2 separate regions of the Mus musculus genome follow, and region 1 is linked to region 2. Evidence: chromatin contacts called from public Hi-C data. All regions are on one chromosome and are shown on one strand. Each heading gives the region's core, a stretch centred on a gene start, on an enhancer-like site or on the middle of the called end of the contact. The rest is flanking DNA. Distances are from core to core; before and after follow the strand shown. Region 1 has its middle 42 kb from the start of Gm12724. Region 2 has its middle 60 kb from the start of Gm30266.

Region 1 (4,615 bases), core at 327-2,826, 210 kb before region 2:
GAAAGTTGTTGGCTAAAGGGTTAGGGTACCAGAGTGCCTCATTAGCATGGGGAAGCATTTCAGGAATCTCAGGTGCTAGCTGAATGGGTTCTTACGAGGAGAAAGGAAGCTGAATCCATGATCTAACTAAAGCTACATGACATCCTGCCGGTAGAGGTGTGTGGTAAGGGGTTTGAGTTCCCTAGATGAGGTCAGAGAAGGGAAGTCCTGCCAATGAAGGGGGCCCTCCATATTATGCCAAGTCTCAGAAGGCTATCTGGTCAATGGTAGAATTCAACCTTAATTAGCAGAGTTTTCCCATGTAATATGTGTATAGGTCTGGCACATTGTGGAAGCGTATTGAGAATTGTTTGTCTTTGTTCTTACCGGTTGTCTTTGAATAGAAGACAGGAAAGCCAAGGGGCAGGGCTCAGGGGCTGTGTGAGGAGTAGGAAAGAAGAGCTGGAGGGGATAGAAGACAGCAAGGAACAGTGTCTTCCAGACACAACAAGGATGACACACCTAAGAACTCACAGAGACTATGCCAGCATGCACAGGGTCTGCACGAGTCCCCGTGCTAGGAGGGAAGTGGACACAAACCCACATCCCTAACTCAGATGCTAATCTCCAGGTGATAACCACTCACAAAGCACAAATTAGTTTTCTCCAGTGGAGACTTACTGGATACGCAAACCACACTGAAGGGCAGACCTCTTGACTAGCAGAAGATGGCAACAGGAAATGGGCTCAATAGCATTTGTTTGGGAATTTCTTTTTCTTTTTCTTTTTGGCCTTACTGGTCTTTTGTGTGCATATCATGCTTTCTGATTCTGTGTTTTTATGGTTTTTCTCTCTCTGTTTCTGATGTTTTTCCTTTTTTCTCTTTTAGTTTTATTTTTATTCTGGTTTGTTTGTTGGCCTGTTTGTTTTCTGAAGAGAGAAAGAAAGGTCATAGAGTTGGGTGGGAGGGAAGGGGGAGGATCTAGAAGGAGTTAGAGGAGGAGAAATTGGGATCAGTACATATTATATACTATATATATGTATATATAGTACATGTCACTTGTATAAAATTATTTTCAATAAGAATAAGTGCTAGAAAATTAATTAGAGGGAACTGTTTCTAATTTTGTAGATGAAAAAGCCCAGTTATAGAGACAGATGGCTTTGCTTAGGTGGAGGCCATCTATGGTGACACTGGGAGAAGTCATTGGGCCTAATTCCCAATTCCTATTTCACATATCACACTCCTGCATAAAATGTGGCATATTTGTCATGACTATAGCGTATGACATCATTCAACACTGGCTGGCCACTCTCTCTGTTGCACAATCCTAGGGCTTCATCTTGTTTACCAGGGGAAAAGGTTATTTTGACCAGCTCAGATTTTTCCCTTAGAGATCAAGTTAGTATCTTTATTTATTACTGAAGTTTCAGTCTGTGACAAGTCAAGTTTATGAACAATATTAACCTTAGGACACGGAGAGGGCCCAGGAATGTTTATATTCCCCTGCTGTAAAGTGTTCTCTTGGACTCCTGTCCATCCACAGCATCGATGGGTGTTACCTAAGCTGGAGATGTGGCAATCACATGCTGGTCTGAGTCATCTGGACTTTCTCTCAGCTCCTGCAGGACTTTCCATCTGTGGGTTCTCTTCTCATTTTCCTGTCCTCCCTGGGGAATTGGTTTCAGCTGTGTCTCCTACACTGACAACTGCCAGTCTCCAGGCCAGCTCTCTCTGGCCACCTTTAGATTTCCATTTCCAATGTTTTCTGGACAGATCCAAAGGAAGGTCTTTGGAGACCTCCACCCTAGCCCTCCCCTCCCACAGGGTGTTGACACCTTCCAGATCTGCTGCTCCGACTGACAGACATCTGGAGTGGTACCTCTGTCCACCAACGGGGAGGCAGAATAGTTAGCTACAGGAACGTCTCCTGTCACTTCCCAAACACACTCTGTATTTTTAGTCTAAGTCTCTGATGTGGACCACAGGCACTGCCTGCTCAGATCCAGCTCTACCCAGCTTGGTTTCTGGTGCTGTCTGTCACTCATCGCTCCACTCTTCTATTTACCTTACATTGCCACTGATGTCTGGGAGAGCCCAATTGCTCTTACAGACTGTTTCCTTCGATGCCTTGATTTCCCAGTTGTGTCTAGCTAACACATCCTCATCTGTTGGGTCTCAGCTCAGATTTCATGTCTTAGGGATCCCTTTCTAGAGACTTCTGCACCACTGCAATTGAAATGTTCCTATTACTTTTCTTCTGCCATAGGTTCCAAGTTATAATTGCAGGTTTATCTTGATGCCCATGTGATTATTTATTTTAGTTAAGCATTTTTCATCGATTGTACTTGGGGCTGTGTTATATAAGGGCACTTTCATACGAATACAAATTTCATACAAATTGAGTATAGTCTCCCACCATATCCTCTTCCTTTTCTTCTTCCCTCTTGTCCTGTTAGGTTCCTTTATTCCCTTTGTCAGCTTCCCTCTACTTCCATGCCACAGATACATGCATAATTCCTATAATATAAAATCTAGGAAACACAAAATAGAGAAAACATGATGTTTGTCTTTCTGAGGCAGGATTAATTTGCTCTGTGATTATCAGCAGTTGTATTGACTCTCCTGCAAATGTTATAACTTTGTTCTGTGCCATGGTTAAAACAAACTCCATTGTGTATATACACAACATCTTTGTCATCTGTTCCTTCATTGATGGATGCCTCCCTATTATGGGTAGTGTTGCAGAAAACATCAATGCGCAGGTATCTCTGCGATGTGCTTGCTCAGAGTTCTTTAAATATCCAGGTTCACTACCTGGCAGAAGCAATTTATGGGAGGAAGAGCTCCTTTTGGCTCAGAGTTAACAGGGTTTCAATCAATCACGGCAAGTAAGGTACGGTGGCTGGAGTGAGTCAGTCACAGGATTGGGAATGCGCAGAAGCTCTCTCTCACACGTCACTCACCAGGAGACAGAGTTCTAGCAGGACCTGGGCATGGAACCCTCAAGGCCTACATCATCTGGCTAGGTCCTGGGTCCCAAAGGTTCTGCAACCTACTAAAACAGCCCCATTAGCTGGGGACGAAATGTTCAAACATCTAAGCTTGTTGAGGACATTTCACATTCAAATAATGACAGCTAACTTCGGAACAATGGTCTCCCCTGATACCTGCACAGTGTGCTTGGCATAAAGTGAGCCCTCAGTAAGTAGCCATTCAATAAACGAACAAGCAGTCTGTGTTCAGATGCAGCTCTTCCATTTCCTCCTCCAAACAAGAACGACTACCAACTTCCTTTAACCTTATGTCCTGTGTGTTTCTCCAACCTTCCCTTCTCTCCATCTTCTCTGCTGGCCTCATAATCTAGACTTCTGTGGTTTCACAATGACAATACTAAAATCACATTTTCAATGGTAACTACACCACAATTCTTGCTCCATACACAGCTATGAAAGGACCTTTTTATAATAACAGTTTGTTTATACTACTGTGTTGCTCAAACCCTCTCAAGATGTTCTTTGTTGCCTCTTGACATGTGGCCAAGGTCTTTTGTAAGATCTCGCTGGCATTCACGGTTAGCCTTACCTTTCTCCACCTTCATTTCCCTCCACTCTTTACACATCTCTGTGTTTGCCAGAAAGCACACTTCTTGAGTACAAGGATATCATTTGATGTATTCATGGCTCTAGCCAAGTTACTTCATTTTAGTTATTCATGGCTGCATTGTAACCTCTATCCAAATACACAAATCATTAAAACTATAGCCACTTGTCATTTTTCCTGTACCCTCAAGTCAGCTGGGTGAACCTGTGAGTCTGGGACAGTCTTGAGAGATTTTGGCTGGGTTAGCTTGTATAGCAGTCATGTGTCATATGAGCCTGAAGTCTGTCTGGACAGTTAAAAATACCACTGGCTAGGAAGACTTAACTTGCTATATGTGGCTTATCATCCTCTTCTAAGTTATCCCCGAGGGCCTGGTGGCTTGGTGGCACAGATGTAGTTACAGGGAGGTGAAATGTCCCAGAAAGGAAGTGGAATACCAAGAGTTTTCATCATGTTTTGCTTGTGTTAAGTTTGATGCTGCCTTACTGGCCAGAGTATGTGACATGGCTAAGCCCAGGGACAGAATGGAGGGGACCAAGCCAGGAGTAAGTAGATAGGGAATCTATTATTACTATAGTATAGTAGTATTGATAGTAATAATAGGGAATCTATTATTACTACAGCCACCACCACCTTGGGCAGGTTCTGGAGAATTCAAGGTTTGAAAGAGGCACTTTTATAATAACGACCTGACATTTTTGAGCAGCTATAATGAAGCAGTCTTTTTCTTAGTCATAGGAGAATCTAGGTCAACCCCTAACATTGTTCTTATCCATCTGCAGGTCATAAACAGACCCTGGATATCCACGAATAGCACAAAGTTGTATCTCTTAGGGTATGTGCACACAGTTGTGCGTCAGTGGGAAATAGTATCCACATCTTTTACTCGGTTCTCAAAAACACCCTCCTTGCACTTATCATAGAGCTTTAACTGCCCTGGACTTTACTATGTATAGCAGGCTGCTGTCAAAGTCTAGCTTCAACATGCTAGGGTCTGAAGGAGGGGGAATGGAGTCAGCCTAGTACACAGAC
Region 2 (4,579 bases), core at 1,026-3,525:
GCTCCTGGCTTATTTCATTTAGCCATGTAGTCCTCAGGATCCATGTATACTATAGCATGGGCCAGGATTTCTATCATTTCTAAAGTTGTATACTTTTCCATTGGATGTATATTTCACATGTTCTTGAGTTATTCGTCTGTCTGAAGAGGATTGCTTCCAACTATTGGTTTTTTTTTTATAATCCTTTTAAAACCTGAGCTGAGCACAGTCCCAGATTTAGTCCCAGTGCTTAAGCTGATACAGAGGGATTTTGAGTTGAGACCAACCTGGGTTACATTAAAATACTGGTTTCATGAGCAAAACCAACCAACCAGTTAACTAACAAACCAACCAACCAACCAACCCAAACCAAAATAAAATCTGTGGTCATACTAACATTTCTTTGATAGTCAGCTGCTTTCATTTCTTTTGTTTATATATTCAGAAATGGAATTGATAATCAAATGGTAATACTATATGGTTTTTAAAGGAAACTTCATATTGTTTCTAAAGTAACTATATAATTCTCATCCTTACTTATAGTAGTGTCCTGGAAATATTTAGTCGTCATTGGCTCCTGAACTTACCAACTCAATCCTATTCTCATGGTCAAATGGCATACTCTGTGTGTGTGTATGTGTGTGTGTCCACGTACCGAAATGTCCCTTCTTTATAAGCCTGATAGTCATACAAGACTAACCTAGTCTGATAATCTACTATTAACCTGACTGTTTCTGTAAAGATTTTACTTTCAGATAAAATCACATTCTGAGATATTGGGGGTCATGGCAGACATCATAATTCAGTGTGTCACTTTTGGGGATACAATTTAACCTACAGTTCCACTTCAATTAGTATCTCCCAGCTTATTATGTCCAGAGGTCATCCAAGTGTCCAAGACCCAAAGAATGGGAATGAGCTGGAAAAGAAGAGTATAGGGACCCCAAACAAAGAGTCGCGACTTTTAACTCTTTCTAGAAGCCACCAGGATAAAACATACTCAAGCCCGATGCATGCTTCCCTCTAGAATTGAGAGTAAGTTCCTGGCCAGAGTATCTGGTATCCACCAACTTGGTGGCCATGGTTGAACTGGTTTGATTAAAGGCTCAGATGGCTTCTAGCATCAAACTCTGTGTTAACTGATATTAATCTGTAAGGGTGGAATTTAGTATTGGGGTGAGACAAGCCTATTCTGATCTTCATTTATTGGTAGCACAACTGAAAAACCAGGCCTGGGGTGTGTGTTTCAGAGACCACAGCAGGCCGAGAAATGTCTAGAATTTAGCTGACAGCCTTTTATTTTTGAGTGTCTAGCTGCTTGGTGTTAGGAGATCGCTTAGTTGGTTTTATTTGCTCACCGGGTGTTTGGCGGCTGACCTTAGTAGAATGTCTTTTTGGTCCACTGGCTTACTCCATGACATCATGCCAACTGTGGATACCATGTGACACCCAGATTTTCCTTCAGAAATGAATGACTTTCCTCCAGTGGTAGGAAATGCCTCTATCCTTTGAAACTGCCATAGGGTTGTGGGAGTTACTTCACTCAGGACCATGCCTGACTGGTACAGGCTGTGTCTGGTTACTGGTCCACATGGAAATCCCATCACTTTTGCTCCAAAGAGGGTAAAGTTAATGGCTTTCCAGTTTCGGAGATGTTTTTCAGGTGTGTTGATAACCTTACTACAGGCCGTTTTCCCTCTGCTCCATCCTTCTCCCCCCTTCCTTCTGCAGGTACAAATCTCGTGGGAATGCCCTGTGATGTGTCCTTTGTGTGACCTCTGTCTCGGCACTCACTTCCCAAGGGAAGCTGGCTCTAGTATGATATATTCTCATACATGAAGACGAGCATCCCACCTCCATAGGGGAAAGTCCTGGAGAAAGACACATGTAATTACATGTGGTTGTAGTCAGAATCCATTTATCTCATAAATTAAACAAAGAATGGACAGATCCAAGCCCTGGCTTTCAAAGACACTCCTGGATAGAGAACATCTTTTTGGCTTTGAGTCAATATTATGAATTTGGGAGGGGAATGCCATACATAGTGAAAAACACCTAACTGTGTATTTGTTTAGAGGATATTTTCTCAGTGTGGGAAGTCTCTTTCATTGCAAGGACTTGCGCACGGCACTGTTGATTCTGACAGGTATGAAAAGCTCAGCGGCTTCAGATGATGTTGTCTGTCAGCGGAGGCCACACCCAGAGAAGGGTGTCCTTTGGTCCTGGGTCAGTGTAAATACATCACATCTGGTGTGAACTGATCGGCGCTTGCCAGAAGAGCTTTCTAAGAAAGGAAGAATTTAAAAGGGGCTTTTGCAAAGTCAGCAAGTAGGCCCTTCCAGCTGTTTGGAAGATATTCTGGCAGGGCTGAGGGTCATGGCAGGCTGGAACTGTCATGACTGGGGGCAGGGGTGTGTGTAGAAGCCTCCCACCCACAGAGCTGGACAAACAGACAGTTGATCTTAGCCTCAGTCAAGTAAAGTAGATTTCAAGTGTCCTTAGCTTCTACACAGTGTAGCAGCAGGGATCTGTGTGCCCTAAGGGATAGACACCAGGAATATTCTCAGACATTCACAGGCTGAAATCAGCCCTCTTGGGAACACAGGTCCTGAGGGGTCAGGCCCGAAGTCCTTGTGATTGCCACCCAGTGCTTGGAAGCGTGCCCTGGCTGTTCACTGGCTGATGATACCTTGATATCTTCCTCAGTGATAGCCAAGGATCTTGTATGATGAAGATATTGTCATGCTCCCTCAGGATCCTATTCTCTTCTGCCTGGGAGCATGGAGTGGCTGACCTTCTGTCTCTTAGTTAGGCCCAGCAATGTGAATTAAGATGACTGGGATCACAGGAGTGGAAATGGATATATGCTTTCTAGATGGAAGTGTTTAAGAACTAAAAAAGCCATTGATACAGCATTTGTTGATGTGAAAGGCTTTAGCTGAAAAGAAACAGAAAATAATGCTTTACTTGGAGTTTTGTATTTGGTAATTAAAAGGATTGCCTCTTCAAGGTTCAGAGAGACCATTAACTATCTGTTTTCAAGAGTTCCCCCTTTAAAGAAAGGAAGCAAAATAATATTTGCCACACACAATGGTTTTGTTTGACCCAAAGTGGGCCAAGCTAAAGACTATTTCATTTATTTCCTTTAACCCTGACACTATCACTACATCGGAATCATCAACGTTATCTCCTAATGTCCTGCTATCTTCTGAATGTTGTACGTTTTAGTGTTTAATAAATTTTTAAAAATTCCTGGGGTTATGACTGAGACCTAGTCATAAAGATACCTCTAGTTCGTGTATGTCAAAGAAGCTGAACATAGTTTGAAAATACAGATGTCAGCACTGGACATCAGACTGGTTGACAAGTGCTCTCGGAGCATGCAGTGTCCAGTGAAGTTAGCACCCCAGCACTTGCCACTTTCAACGTCAATGGTGCCCTTTATGCAGTTACTCACCCATCTCTTCTCTCACTCACTTTTTGAGTTGCTCACTCAAAAATATACACACAGTTTCTCCATTACATCAATGACTGGGCTTAATTCAGGGAAACGGAAGGTCAGCCTTCCCATGTTCCTGGGAGGAATACAGCAGCAATGCTAGGGATGGGCATGAAGTCCTTATCATGGAAGCCCTTCCATGTCCGCTGAGGATAGCACATAGCCAGGGGACCAAGGTACCGTGCATCAAGGCTGGTCAGACACTGGACACAAAGCCTGTCTTGTACAGGGATTTCAGGTGAACACCGCCATGCCCTGCTCAGTAGCATGTGTACGCACCTATTAAACCATTTGTGCAGATTTCTCAGGCTGCTTTATGATCCTGTTTCTCGGCCCACTTCCCGCTGATCCCCACCATCCCAGGCTAAAGCTGATCTACTTCCTGCCACTGTAAATTTTTTTATTCTTTAAAAGGACTTTACACAAAATAAGCAGAGCTACCCCTATAATACTGGTGCCAGGGCTCTCTGTGGGAGTCCCCAAGGGCACAGGTCCACAAGTCCTTCATGGGAGATGTTAGAACATTGGCATGAAACTACATTCTCACCTTTAAACAATTTAAGTTACTTATGACAGTTAATACAATGTAAAGAACATGAAAATAATTAAACTATGGTAGTGTTTGGCAATAATGATAAGGGGAGAACGTCTATACATGTCCAACATAAAGATATTTTTTTTCTCCCTGAATATTTTGAACCTAGGGTTGATAGAATCCACAAATATGGAAGCTGATGGTACAAAAGACCAACTATATACTGAAATCTAGCTTCTGTTACTCAGAATAACTGTTCTGAAATTCATCCATCTTGTATGTTCCTTTTTCATGGCCAACTAATATTTCATTGTATGGCTACTTTATTTACCCTGGTGATAGACACTTAGGTTTTTTTTTTTTTTCAGTTTGCACTATTACAAATTAAGTTGTTAGGAATATTTGTGCACATGATTTTTGTATATATTTATAAATACTTCAGAACAGAATAGCTAGATTGTATGCCAGCTCCCTCTTTAACATTTTAAGAAATCACTTAACTATTTTCCTGTGTGGTTGCACTTTGCATTCCCATCATTAGCAAGTATGAATTCTAGTTGCTCTCG

The links. A called contact is a pair of places that touch in the nucleus more often than the background predicts.
Region 1: a Hi-C map of uterus shows a contact between it and region 2. The contact joins two enhancer-like sites. A contact is called at or near these places in 5 of 484 Hi-C or Micro-C datasets (nephron progenitors, psoas muscle and uterus) and 2 of 115 datasets of contacts at active chromatin or transcription factors (fibro-adipogenic progenitors and heart atrium).

Annotation. Positions count from the first base shown.
Region 1 is chr4:106,192,667-106,197,281 of GRCm38.p6, reverse strand. No RefSeq gene overlaps it. Among named protein-coding and RNA genes, the nearest start is that of Gm12724, 42 kb to the left of the region's middle. Within about 2 kb of position 1,576, at least 53 of the 459 cell types and tissues checked have an H3K27ac peak or open chromatin away from gene starts, as enhancers often do. A contact at or near this core is called in uterus, where this site is marked.
Region 2 is chr4:105,986,172-105,990,750 of GRCm38.p6, reverse strand. No RefSeq gene overlaps it. Among named protein-coding and RNA genes, the nearest start is that of Gm30266, 60 kb to the left of the region's middle. Within about 2 kb of position 2,275, at least 3 of the 459 cell types and tissues checked have an H3K27ac peak or open chromatin away from gene starts, as enhancers often do. A contact at or near this core is called in uterus, where this site is marked.